Regions from separate parts of the Zea mays genome. Here region 1 is linked to region 2. The links are chromatin contacts, called in public Hi-C maps. All regions are on one chromosome and are shown on one strand. Each heading gives the region's core, a stretch centred on a gene start, on an enhancer-like site or on the middle of the called end of the contact. The rest is flanking DNA. Distances are from core to core; before and after follow the strand shown.

What was found. A called contact is a pair of places that touch in the nucleus more often than the background predicts.
Region 1: a Hi-C map of ear shows a contact between it and region 2, with 4 times the contacts expected there. The contact joins the promoter of LOC100282686 here to the enhancer-like site in region 2. A contact is called at or near these places in 2 of 25 Hi-C or Micro-C datasets (ear and tassel).

Annotation. Positions count from the first base shown.
Region 1 is chr8:134,588,232-134,593,271 of Zm-B73-REFERENCE-NAM-5.0, forward strand. It overlaps LOC100282686 (metal tolerance protein A2), which reads right to left and starts at 3,434. Exons shown (of 2, transcript NM_001348966.1): 1 at 3,246-3,434; 2 at 1-1,427. The coding sequence starts at 1,427. The coding sequence ends at 183.
Region 2 is chr8:134,452,506-134,458,210 of Zm-B73-REFERENCE-NAM-5.0, forward strand. It overlaps LOC541960 (liguleless 4), which reads left to right. Exons shown (of 5, transcript NM_001371616.1): 4 at 1,899-2,158; 5 at 2,248-2,675. The coding sequence ends at 2,442. Among protein-coding and RNA genes, the nearest start is that of LOC541960, 5.7 kb to the left of the region's middle. Within about 2 kb of position 2,491, at least 7 of the 20 cell types and tissues checked have an H3K27ac peak or open chromatin away from gene starts, as enhancers often do. A contact at or near this core is called in ear and tassel, where this site is marked.

The sequences.
Region 1 (5,040 bases), core at 2,184-4,683, 140 kb after region 2:
AACAGATAACACTACTGACCATCAAAGCTTGAACCACAGATGAACTTGCAAGCACATCAAGACTCCGATGGCTGCCTGATGCCTTCCCAGGTGCCAAAAAAAAGTTTTAACCGACAGAGTAAGATAACCAGTGAAGGCGTGACGCCATTTATGCCCTGACAGCCCAAAAGACAGCTCCCCCTCTATTCACGCTCGACCTGAATGGTCACATGGCTGATGTTGTACTCCGTCTTGATGTACCCAATCACCTTGTCAAGGATCTCGTCTGCGTCGGCTTCCCTGGCGACCGTCACATGGCAAGCCAGTAGCACCTTCCCCACTGTGATGGCCCAGATATGCAGCTCGTGGACGGCAACCACGCCTTCCATCTCGCAGAGCCCCCTCTCCAGCCTGGTGGCGTCGATCTCACGGGGCGTGCTTTCCATCAGGACCTCGAGGATGTTGCGCAGCATCCTGATCGTGGTGAACAGCACGACCACCGAGAAGATGAGGGTGCAGATCAGATCGATGATTTTCCACTCGGGCTTGTACCAGATGATAGCCCCGCCGATCATCACCCCGATGCTCTGGATGGAGTCCCCAAGCACATGAAGGTAAGCGCTGTGTACGTTTATATTGCGTCGAGGCTTCTTAGCAGCAGATTGGGTGCCCTCACAGTCGGCCTCGTGCTTGATCAGTGGCTCCTCAGCGTCATGGTGTTGTCCAGTGCCTGAGTGGTGGTGGTGATGTGTTGTGACAGTAATAGAACTTCCATGGCTATGCTCATGATGATGAACATGGCCCTGTTCTGGTTCTTCATGGTGAGAATGGCCATCGTCTGAATCACCATGACCATGGTCATGTGGATGTCCATGGCTGTGTCCATGGCCGTGCCCGTGGTCATGGCCTAGCAATACAGCCATTATAATGTTGACAAACAGTCCAAACGCCGACACAGCAAACATGAGGGAGCCCTGCACATCGCCACTCTCGTTAATGAGCCTTACAATAGCCTCATATACCAGTATGCCAGCAAGTAGCCATATGAGCTGAATGGAGACCAAGGCACCAAGAATCTCAATCCGGAAGAACCCATATGACTGCTGCGGTGTTGCTTCCCATCCAGCAGCCCAGAGAGAGAATAACGATATGGCAAATGCTGCCACATCAGAAAGAAGGTGCGCCGCATCAGTTAAGATGGCAAGACTGTTTGCTTTGATGCCCCCGACCACTTCCACCGTCATGAATATGATGCAAAGGATCACTGCGATTATAAGCTTCCTCATGGACGTGGATCTCTCCTTGGCATCTTTCGAGGAGTTACTGGAATCAGAGAAATCACAGGCACCACCCTTGCAGAATTTGTTCCCTGATGCAACAGAAGCTGATGCTGAGATGTCCATTTTCACTTCAGCAATCTGAGAATGTAATGGATTATGGTTTTCCATCTGAAAGTAAGATAAAAATAAAATTAATACACATCAACAAAGATGATGATAGATGCATAGCTGAAATGTCATACAGTCTAAGAAAATTTGTTATATGCATTTCAATTCTTGCTACAGCTGGTGTGGAAATTGAAGAGGCAGGCAATCTATTTGTGCCACTAAAGGAGCAAAACTGTAAGAAGAGTATCACTGTCATGATAGTAAAAATCTCAAAACAAGCTAGAGTTCAATATTGAAAAATGTCAGTTCATGTATGGCCAAGGGAATTGCTTGCAAGGAAAAAGGAACTCTTCAAGAAAGATTCACACAAGAAAGTTCCTCAATAACACAATATGCAGATTGCTGAGTAGTTTGACAGAACTTAAACAGGTCAGCGTTGACACGTCACTCTGTATCCTGGCTGAATGAAAACAAGCAACCAATCAAACTGCTATTGCATGTACATATGCTGGCTATTTGGGTCTGGTTCACTGATACGAGTTAGACTATGCTGAAGCAGGAAACCAATCATGTGCTTTGTGATCCATTGAAACATACAGTAGTAGCACATCCTTGTTGATCATATCAAGTTCCAAGTAAGGGAACTGAGAAAATAACAGAACAGCAGGGGAAAAAACAATTGTCTTTCTCTTCCCTCTCCCCCTTTTCTTTGTCTTCCTCTCCCTTTCCCACAAGTGACATCATCTCTAAGTGCAGACAAGTCACCCTGATTAGTAAATCCCACAAAACATTTTGTCGTCCACACACAACAGCATAAACCAACCTAGAAGATTCAATCAAGTTTATGAAAAAAAATGGGTAGAACTGTAGAAGATTCAATCAAGTGCATTTAAAAATGGACATAAACATAATATATGCACTCGACACAGCTACATTACACTATCCAAACAAAGCAAACCAAGTAAATCTCAAAAACAGATTCAAAGCAGAATCAAGGCCGATGAGAATATCTGCTGCCCCGAAAGCAAAAGCACAAAAAAAAAGCTAGATTCCTCAAGATAGGTATGGAAAATAAGATGCGGTACCGATTGAGCGAGGCCGGCGATTCCGCAACCCAAGACTTGGAAGTTGGAACACAACTCAACTCTGGCCTAAACAAAGGATATGCAAGCAAAAACCAGTGGACTGCCGTCTGGAAATTGGAACCAACCGCGCGGCCAGGTGGTACTTGTAGACGGATGGGCGCAGCCACGGGTGGGGAGAATCAGAGGAGCATCATTGCCGAGACCCCTCCACGGGCACACAGTACCCGTGGCATTTGACGCGACGCCCCAGGTCGCGGAACAGGATGGTGATGGGACGGAACACAACCAACCAGCCGACCCTACCGACGGAACCCATCAGACTGGCTGGCGAGGACGGCCACCAGTACCTTGAGAGAAGAGAGCAATGGAATCGCGGTCCCGGCGAATAAACCCGCCGCGGAAACGAACAAGGCGATCGATCCCACCCCTCGCTTTGGTAGGGGTAAGGAAGAAAGCGACCGGGGTGGCAAATTATGTGCGCACCTGCTACCGGCCGCTACGCCCACGGACTTTGTCGGATCGGAGGAACGAAAGATTCGTTGTGATCCGTCGCGGCCACGCCCCTCGGGCGGCGGTCGCATTCGCGCTTCCCCCGTTCAACGACTGCATCATGAATCCGTCTGTCTAACCACCCAACCCAACCAGCAAGATTAGGAAACGAAATACCCGGCCGCGACAGCGATTGTCCGCGCGAGTCAGATCGGAGGCGCCGCTCCCGGTCGCCTCCGTCCGACTCTTCCCGACCGAACGAACGCGGAGTCAGGGAAGGAAGGAGGAGGAAGGGTGTGCGTACCTCGCCCGCCCGTGCGGTCTTCTCCCTGGGCCGCGGGCCGAGGATGGGTAGAGGAGCGGCGGATGCGTGGGGCGGTCGAGGCGGCGGCGGCGGCGGCGGCGTGGAGACCCGAGTGGAGGGACAGAAAGAGGCGCCTGCCTGCCTGACTCACGGCGTCGAGGGCCGAGCGGCCTGGCACGGGGATCAGGGGATGGGGCTCTGCTCGAACAGCGTGACTGGCTGGCTGCTACTGCAACCAATGAGACGGTTATAACACAAAAGTTTTATGGCGCAGCAAAAGGATACGAGTTTGTGTGGACAGCTCGGCCCAAGAAGCGAAGCCCAGTCCACCCCATGATTGAGTCCACCAGCCCACAGTGGCGTCGTGCGCAGCCGCTACCCTGAATAGAGCGCAGGGCGTGCTGCGTCTGCGATGCCAGCGGCGGCCGGCGACAAGGCTCCACATGGCCATCGAGCGCAGGGAGGGAGAGGGCAAAACGGAATCGCATGGAAAGACCAAACCGCGAGGTACTGTACTACATATAACTTCAGCCATATACCTTTTTTTCCTTTCTTTCATTCGTCCTCCGGTCGTCGTCAAATTCGAAGGATGAATGGATGGTGCTTAGGACAGCAGGTTGCACTGCAGGCGTGTAGGCTATTTGACCGGTAGGAGTATTTTGCATAAGTTGCTGTCGGCGTGTCAACCGTGCATATATAAACAGAGAGGATTCGTAGTTAGACATACAATCTTGGCCTTAAGATAAAGGTTAGTGTAGTAGTTGGAGTAGTCCTAAGGACTGGTTCCAACAGACCCTCCAAGGGGTCCTATACTCTAAACTGTAATTTAGAGCAGATTTTCGTCATCTACTCCCTCCATGTATAGAGTACGCTGTTGGATTCTGTATATATATTGTTTTTTATCTCTTATACCCATAATCCATTTGAATACTTTAAGCAACCGGTTCAATAAAACTAAAATATATATAATATATTTGAGAGTATAACAAATACGTATGTAAAAAAAATGTCTCTAACATAAGTATTTGCGTATAGAGGACATGATTAGAGGATGTTGTTGGAGAGGAAGGTGTATAGAGAATGAAATCTTTTAGAGAGGACTGTGAAGGACATATAGAGAGGATAGATATAGAGGACGTTGTTGGAGACAATCTAAGATCCCTGCCTTTGTAGATGTGGAGGAGGGTTCTGGCGCGATGGAGGAGGCAGAGTCTGATCACCCGCCGCTGCCGAGGAGGCTCAGATCCATGTGTTGTTGGGTTGCCGTGATCCTCAGTCACTTTATATTAGAGCGACCCCGGTCAGTGAAGTGCAGTGAATATATATGGGGAATCGTGTAGAGAAGAGCATGTCTCTTTTTTTCAATTAACCCTTAGAGACCCCTCAAGAGACCTTATATTAAATAGGGAAATGAGGTTGTACATGTCCTTAGTGAGGTATTTGTCTTTTGAATTTTTTTTCACTTAACCCTTAAAGATCTCTTATTTAATGGGGTTAGACTATCTCTAGAAACTCCTTATCCCAGTCCTTATCTCACTCGCTATTTTAAACTCTTCTATGCAAAGAGTGCAAAACAGTGTTATACATATCTGCATGCCTTATACACATCCTTAAGTCGATCTTGTCAGGGCGGAGGCCCAATATGGCTCGTTATTACTTGAGCAATACCTTAGCCCACCCCAATAATAGTCTAAGAAAATGTCAATAATAAAAAATAACATCTACTTCTAACCTAAAGTTGCTACTTGCTAGCAGCCAGCACTGCGTCAACCGCCCATACGGCGTCCCGAAGCTC
Region 2 (5,705 bases), core at 1,241-3,740:
AAAACTATAAACTCTTATAATCTTTGGTCAATGCCTCAATTCAGCTATATGCACATCTGTAATGGATTTTTTTTTTTTTTTGCTAAATGCAGGCACAGAGTAGCATGCATGCATGTATTCAGTCATTTACTTTGCTATACGAGTTCAACAATTTGTTATGGTCTTAAGCAAACAAGATTAATTGTCTTAATAGAATGCATCTAGATGACAACTCCAATGTTAGCTATTATAAGTTATTGCTATAGCAATGAGCTAGGATTCCTTGTGTTGTTTGTTGCAATCTAGTTTTTGAATGTATGTGTTTAACATGTGTGCCTTTTCTTCTCTTTTTTGTTTATTTCTCGATCTTTAAATGGAAATTTTCTAACCTTTTGTGTTATGAGAACAATATGTTTTTCTTCATTGGGAAATTAAAGAACGATAGGGTTTTCTCGAATCTTTTATATTTTTAATATCCTGTGATTCCTAAGGGGGTGAAAACAGAAATAACTGTGGGGGCAAACTTGTCCTAATAACGGGATTGGTCTATCTTGCTATCAAGCCTTAATATGATAAGTGCTTTAGGTTATCTGTTTATAGGATCAATGATGAAATAAGTGCTGCCCTCATGTGCCAACTATGAAACCCTTCATGCATCCCATGGCACATCAATATCTCCGGTGAGCTGGATGATCCAGTAAGTAATGAGTGACCCTTTGTCGGCAAGGTTGCAGTGTTACAGTGTATGGTAGTACAAATGAGACACAGACTCCACACTAAGCTTGATTATCGTTGTCCTCGCAATAAATGAGTGTATGTAATGCCTGCTTAAGCACCATTGGACTGGTGAAGAACAGAATGATGGATGCTCTTGTATGGGAAAGGAGGACTGGCCCACGCATAGGCGATGGTGCCACTATATATGAGTAGGGCATGGGGTTCAGGAATTTTCTCGGTCTGCATGAGTGGTCTTCTACCTCAACCAGAATGCTTGGGGTGGGGGGGGGGGGGGGGTGTATCTCCCCAGATCGAAATTCTGGCCTGGCTGTGTTAGAGATGTACACATGGTTATGGCCGACACTGATAATTATTTTTGTGTACTACTTTTCTGTGCTGGTGCTTTAGTTCCCTAATAACTCTTATAACATGTTAGTGCTGAAGGAATACTCGAATTTAAGCAACATTATGCTTGTATAATATGAAATGGTAACAAACATGCAATTTTCATGCATAGTAAAGCAAATGAAGGCAATTATTCCTGTATCTATATTAGCAGGCAACAATAGAAATGCAATTTTCTCTCTAGCTCAGGAAAAAACCTTTTTTTTGGGGGGGGGGGGGGGGGGGGGTCCTGGATATGATTTGTTTATGTATTACTGGCATTTTAGTTTACTGTAACCAAAACCATCATCAGAAGAACATAACTTCAGATTAAGGGGGTATTTGGTTCCCACCTCCTAAAATAGGTCTTTCCAATAGAATTTCTAGGTACTAAAGTTTAGGAGGTTGACTGAAGGAACCAAACACCCCCTAAACAATTGGTTGCTTTTCATCTTGAAGTAATTCATTGAGTGGTTCCATTCATGCAGATAGGTACTACTGGGACCCATATGACTATGGATGATTTAGCACAGAATGTTCCTTGCAATAAGTACTGGCGTCGATATCTAGCTAGCTGTGTATAATCTTTGCACCGGCTCAGTTAATCTTCTGTTTCAGCAAAAAATTGTAGGGATCTTTTGTTAAATTGATTTACCTAGGGTCCTGCTACAAGAGATCGCCACATTTTATTGCTACGGAAGTCCAGTTGTGTCTGTCTGTTTGGTGGTCATGGATATGGTTCGGTTTTTACTGCTGTAAAAAGGGACTGGGGAAAAAATGCAAACTGACTTGGATTTTTTGTTCTGTTCTGCATGAAGATGAAATGGTAGGGTCGTCGGAGGAGGACGAAGCATGCTCGGGAGGAGACACGGAGGCGACGGAGCCGGGGCAGCAGGAGCACAGCTCCCGCCTGGCGGACCGTGAGCTGAAGGAGATGCTGCTGAAGAAGTACAGCGGGTGCCTGAGCCGGCTGCGGTCCGAGTTCCTGAAGAAGAGGAAGAAAGGGAAGCTGCCCAAGGACGCGCGGTCGGCGCTCATGGACTGGTGGAACACGCACTACCGCTGGCCGTACCCTACGGTAACCATGCATGCATCCTGGCAAACACGCAGCAGCAGCATCGCTCGCTGGAATGGCAGATCTGTGACCAGCATTAGCCGGCGGTGCAGGAGGAGGACAAGGTGAGGCTGGCGGCGGCGACTGGGCTGGACCCGAAGCAGATCAACAACTGGTTCATCAACCAGCGGAAGCGGCACTGGAAGCCGTCCGAGGACATGCGGTTCGCGCTCATGGAGGGCGTCACCGGCGGCGGGCCCTCGTCCGGGACAACGCTCTACTTCGACACGGGCACCATCGGGCCGTGACCACCACACTACCAGCTTGGGCAACGCAAAGTGCATACGTTTTTCTTTGTGTATATGGGCGACAACGTGTCGGTAGGTACACTCAGCATACTGGAGCTGCTGTCCAGTTCAGTTCAGTGCATATGGCCTCGTAAAGGACTCTGTACCATGATGATGTAATGCTAACTCCAACCCTTCTCACAAATTTCTATTTTTCTTATTTTCTATTTTATATTTAAATATCTTTTGTCCCAGTTTGCCTTCTCTTCATTCTTCAACAATTCTCCCCGTTCAGCTCTTCCTTTTTACTCTTTTAACCGAGCTACTTTTCTACATCAAATTTTAGAGTTTCAAAAATTGTATAATATTTATAGTACCGTAATATAGATTGTTATTAGGTAATTTGACTTAAAAATGCTTAATTTTATAGTTAAAACACTGATTAATGAAATAGGAGATCACAACTTTACTCTTACGTAGGGTGAGATCTTTCTGTCACCCTGTATGTAGGAAGCGGACATAGGGGTAACAATAGGCTCTAAATTTTATACTAAATTTTATACTATAAGATTTAATGATCGTATTATGATCGTATTTTATTTTTATTTATTTTTGAACTAAAATTTATTTAGGGTTCTATTATTTTTTATGAAGAAACATTTAGATCGTAACACATTACCACCTCTAAGTGGCACCCCTAAGCGGACGTGGAGAGTCGTAGGCTTGTTGGATGCGTGAGGATCAAAACGGGTCGATAAAGATTAAATTATTTCTATGAGGTGGCACCCCTAAGGTCTTGTTCGGTTATTCCCAATACACATGGATTGGATGGGATTGGAAAAAATTCTTAAGAAGTTTGACTTGTTTGGGATTCAAACACATCCAATCCCACTCAATCCACATGGATTGAGAGCTAACCGAACAAGCCCTAAGCGGACGTGGAGAGTCGTAGGCTTGTTGGATGCGTGAGGATCAAAACGGGTCGATAAAGATTAAATTATTTCTATTCAATTTTGATCTTTAAGGCTTTCTCCAACAATTTCTCCTCACAAATCCACACATTCATATTTTATATTCATATTTAAATACCTTTCTCTTAACTATTCTTTTCCCTATTTCATATCCACTTCAACCATCTCCCTATTTAGCTCTACTTTACTCTTTAACTGAGTTATTTAACTTTTTACCATCAGTTTGTAGAGTTTTAAAAAATACTACCATATTTGTAGTACCATAATACATTTTGTTATCAGGTAATTATACTAAAACGGATTTATTTCGCAATTAAAACACAATCAGCGAAATGAGGATATTAGAGAACTCACGTGAGGAGGATTTTCTTCTCTCCCCCACCGAGAGTGCGCCTGAGGGAGTGCCGTTGGGTGCTCGTTCACCGTATTTGTAGTACACGGACGTGAGTGGAGTACGAAGTCCAGGGAATGTGGTTGGAGCCAGGCTAAGGCTATCCGCAACCGTTACCTCTAAATTTTTTCCTCAATATCACTTTTTCCCCCTATTTCCCCCCCTATTTTTTCATCTCCCGCAGCGGTTCCCCCTAAATACTCCTCTATACCCCACTACAACTATAAAATATCATTTTCTATATCAACTATCAATTTTTTATCTACTAACAATTACTCGTGGACCCACAGCACAGTGTTTAGGGTCATGAACAGTGACACGTTAGATCTGGGGGGAGAGAAGGGGACCGACACGTAGGGGGCGCTGTAGGGGCACCGCTGCGGCCGTGGAGTGCCCCCTACAGCCGGAATGCAAGGGGAGGGGGCTGCGTAGGGGGCTGCGTTGCGGGTAGTCTAAGACTGACCGCAGCGCCGCACGCTACCGCGCGCTCCCCTTGCATGGCGGCTACAGCCGCACGCTAAAGGCCGCAGCGCAGCACGCTATCGCTCACTCTACACCGCGGTACTCTTCTCTCTCCCCTCAGCTGCAGCGCACGCGCTCTCTCCCCCTACCGCTGTTCCTGTGGGCCCGCCTTCAATTAATAGTAGAAGAAAAATTGATAGTAGATGAAAAGTAGGTATAGAAAATGATATTTTATATTGTAGTGGGATATAGGGGGAGTATTTAGGGGAAACCACTGCAGGAGATGAAAAAGTAGGGGATACACTATTGATGATGTGACCCAGAAAAGTGATATAGGGGGAAAAATTTAGAAGGAACCACTGCGGATAGCCTAAGGACAAGCCTGAGGATGGCTCCAACGCCTCCCCTTGACACAATCCGGTGAAAAGTTTTTCCTCCCACTGTCCAACGTCTCTATGCCTCGTTCTCTTCTCACCCCTCCACCCTCCCACGCATCTCTGGTGTCGTCGTCACTCTTCCTGTCGGATTCAGTGGCACAAACACCATCGTCACGGCGTACGGCGTGCGCTTCAACACGGTGGTAAACAACGTCTTCATCGGAAGCTGCTCCATCCACGAAATGCGGCGCCCAATGGCCCTACCTGGCTCACCAACGGGCTACTTTCCTATACATCCATGATCCAAATGTGCTTAAAACAAATTGCATAACTCTTTTACTGGTTTAATACATTGTATTGTTCGTACACAAACAATTTCTTCGATACACAAACATAAAAGTTTGTAAACGTGTTCCATAGATAAATTGTTGCCACAGATCTAATAATGCTCAAAACATATACCTTTTCCCCTTTTCCCTAATACGGTATTGTATTTTCTTCACTACCGCGGAATGTGCATTCAATACCGGTTGGGAACTAGCCACAACACCGGATTTCCACCCGTCAATCTGTATCTAAGACTTTAGCCCATAACTTTAGTGTCGGTTGGAAAGACCGGTACTAAAGCTAGTAATTTAGAATCGTTTTCTGATCAGATCCGGTATTAAAGATACCATATTTAGTACCGGTTCCATTAAAGAACCATTCCTAAAGAAGGATCTTTATTAACGATGATTCTAATCAGTAACCAGTTCTAAAGATTGTACTTTAGTAATGTATGTATCAAGTAACTGGTTCTAGCAAGTAACCGGTTCTATCAAGTAATCGGTTCTAAAGGTTGTAGCTTCAGTACCAGATGTAGCTAGGAACCGGTTCTAAAGATTTTGTTTCCTTTAGTAACGGATCTATCTAGAAACTGGTACTAATGTGCTAGAATCGGTTCTATTGTGTCCAAGACTATATATATATATATATACATTGAAAGATATTGTACATACGTAAATGTGTACATTTGTATACATTTTTGTCATTGATACATGCAAAATGTTAGATTCATGTCACACCCGAATTTAAGGGTCAAAT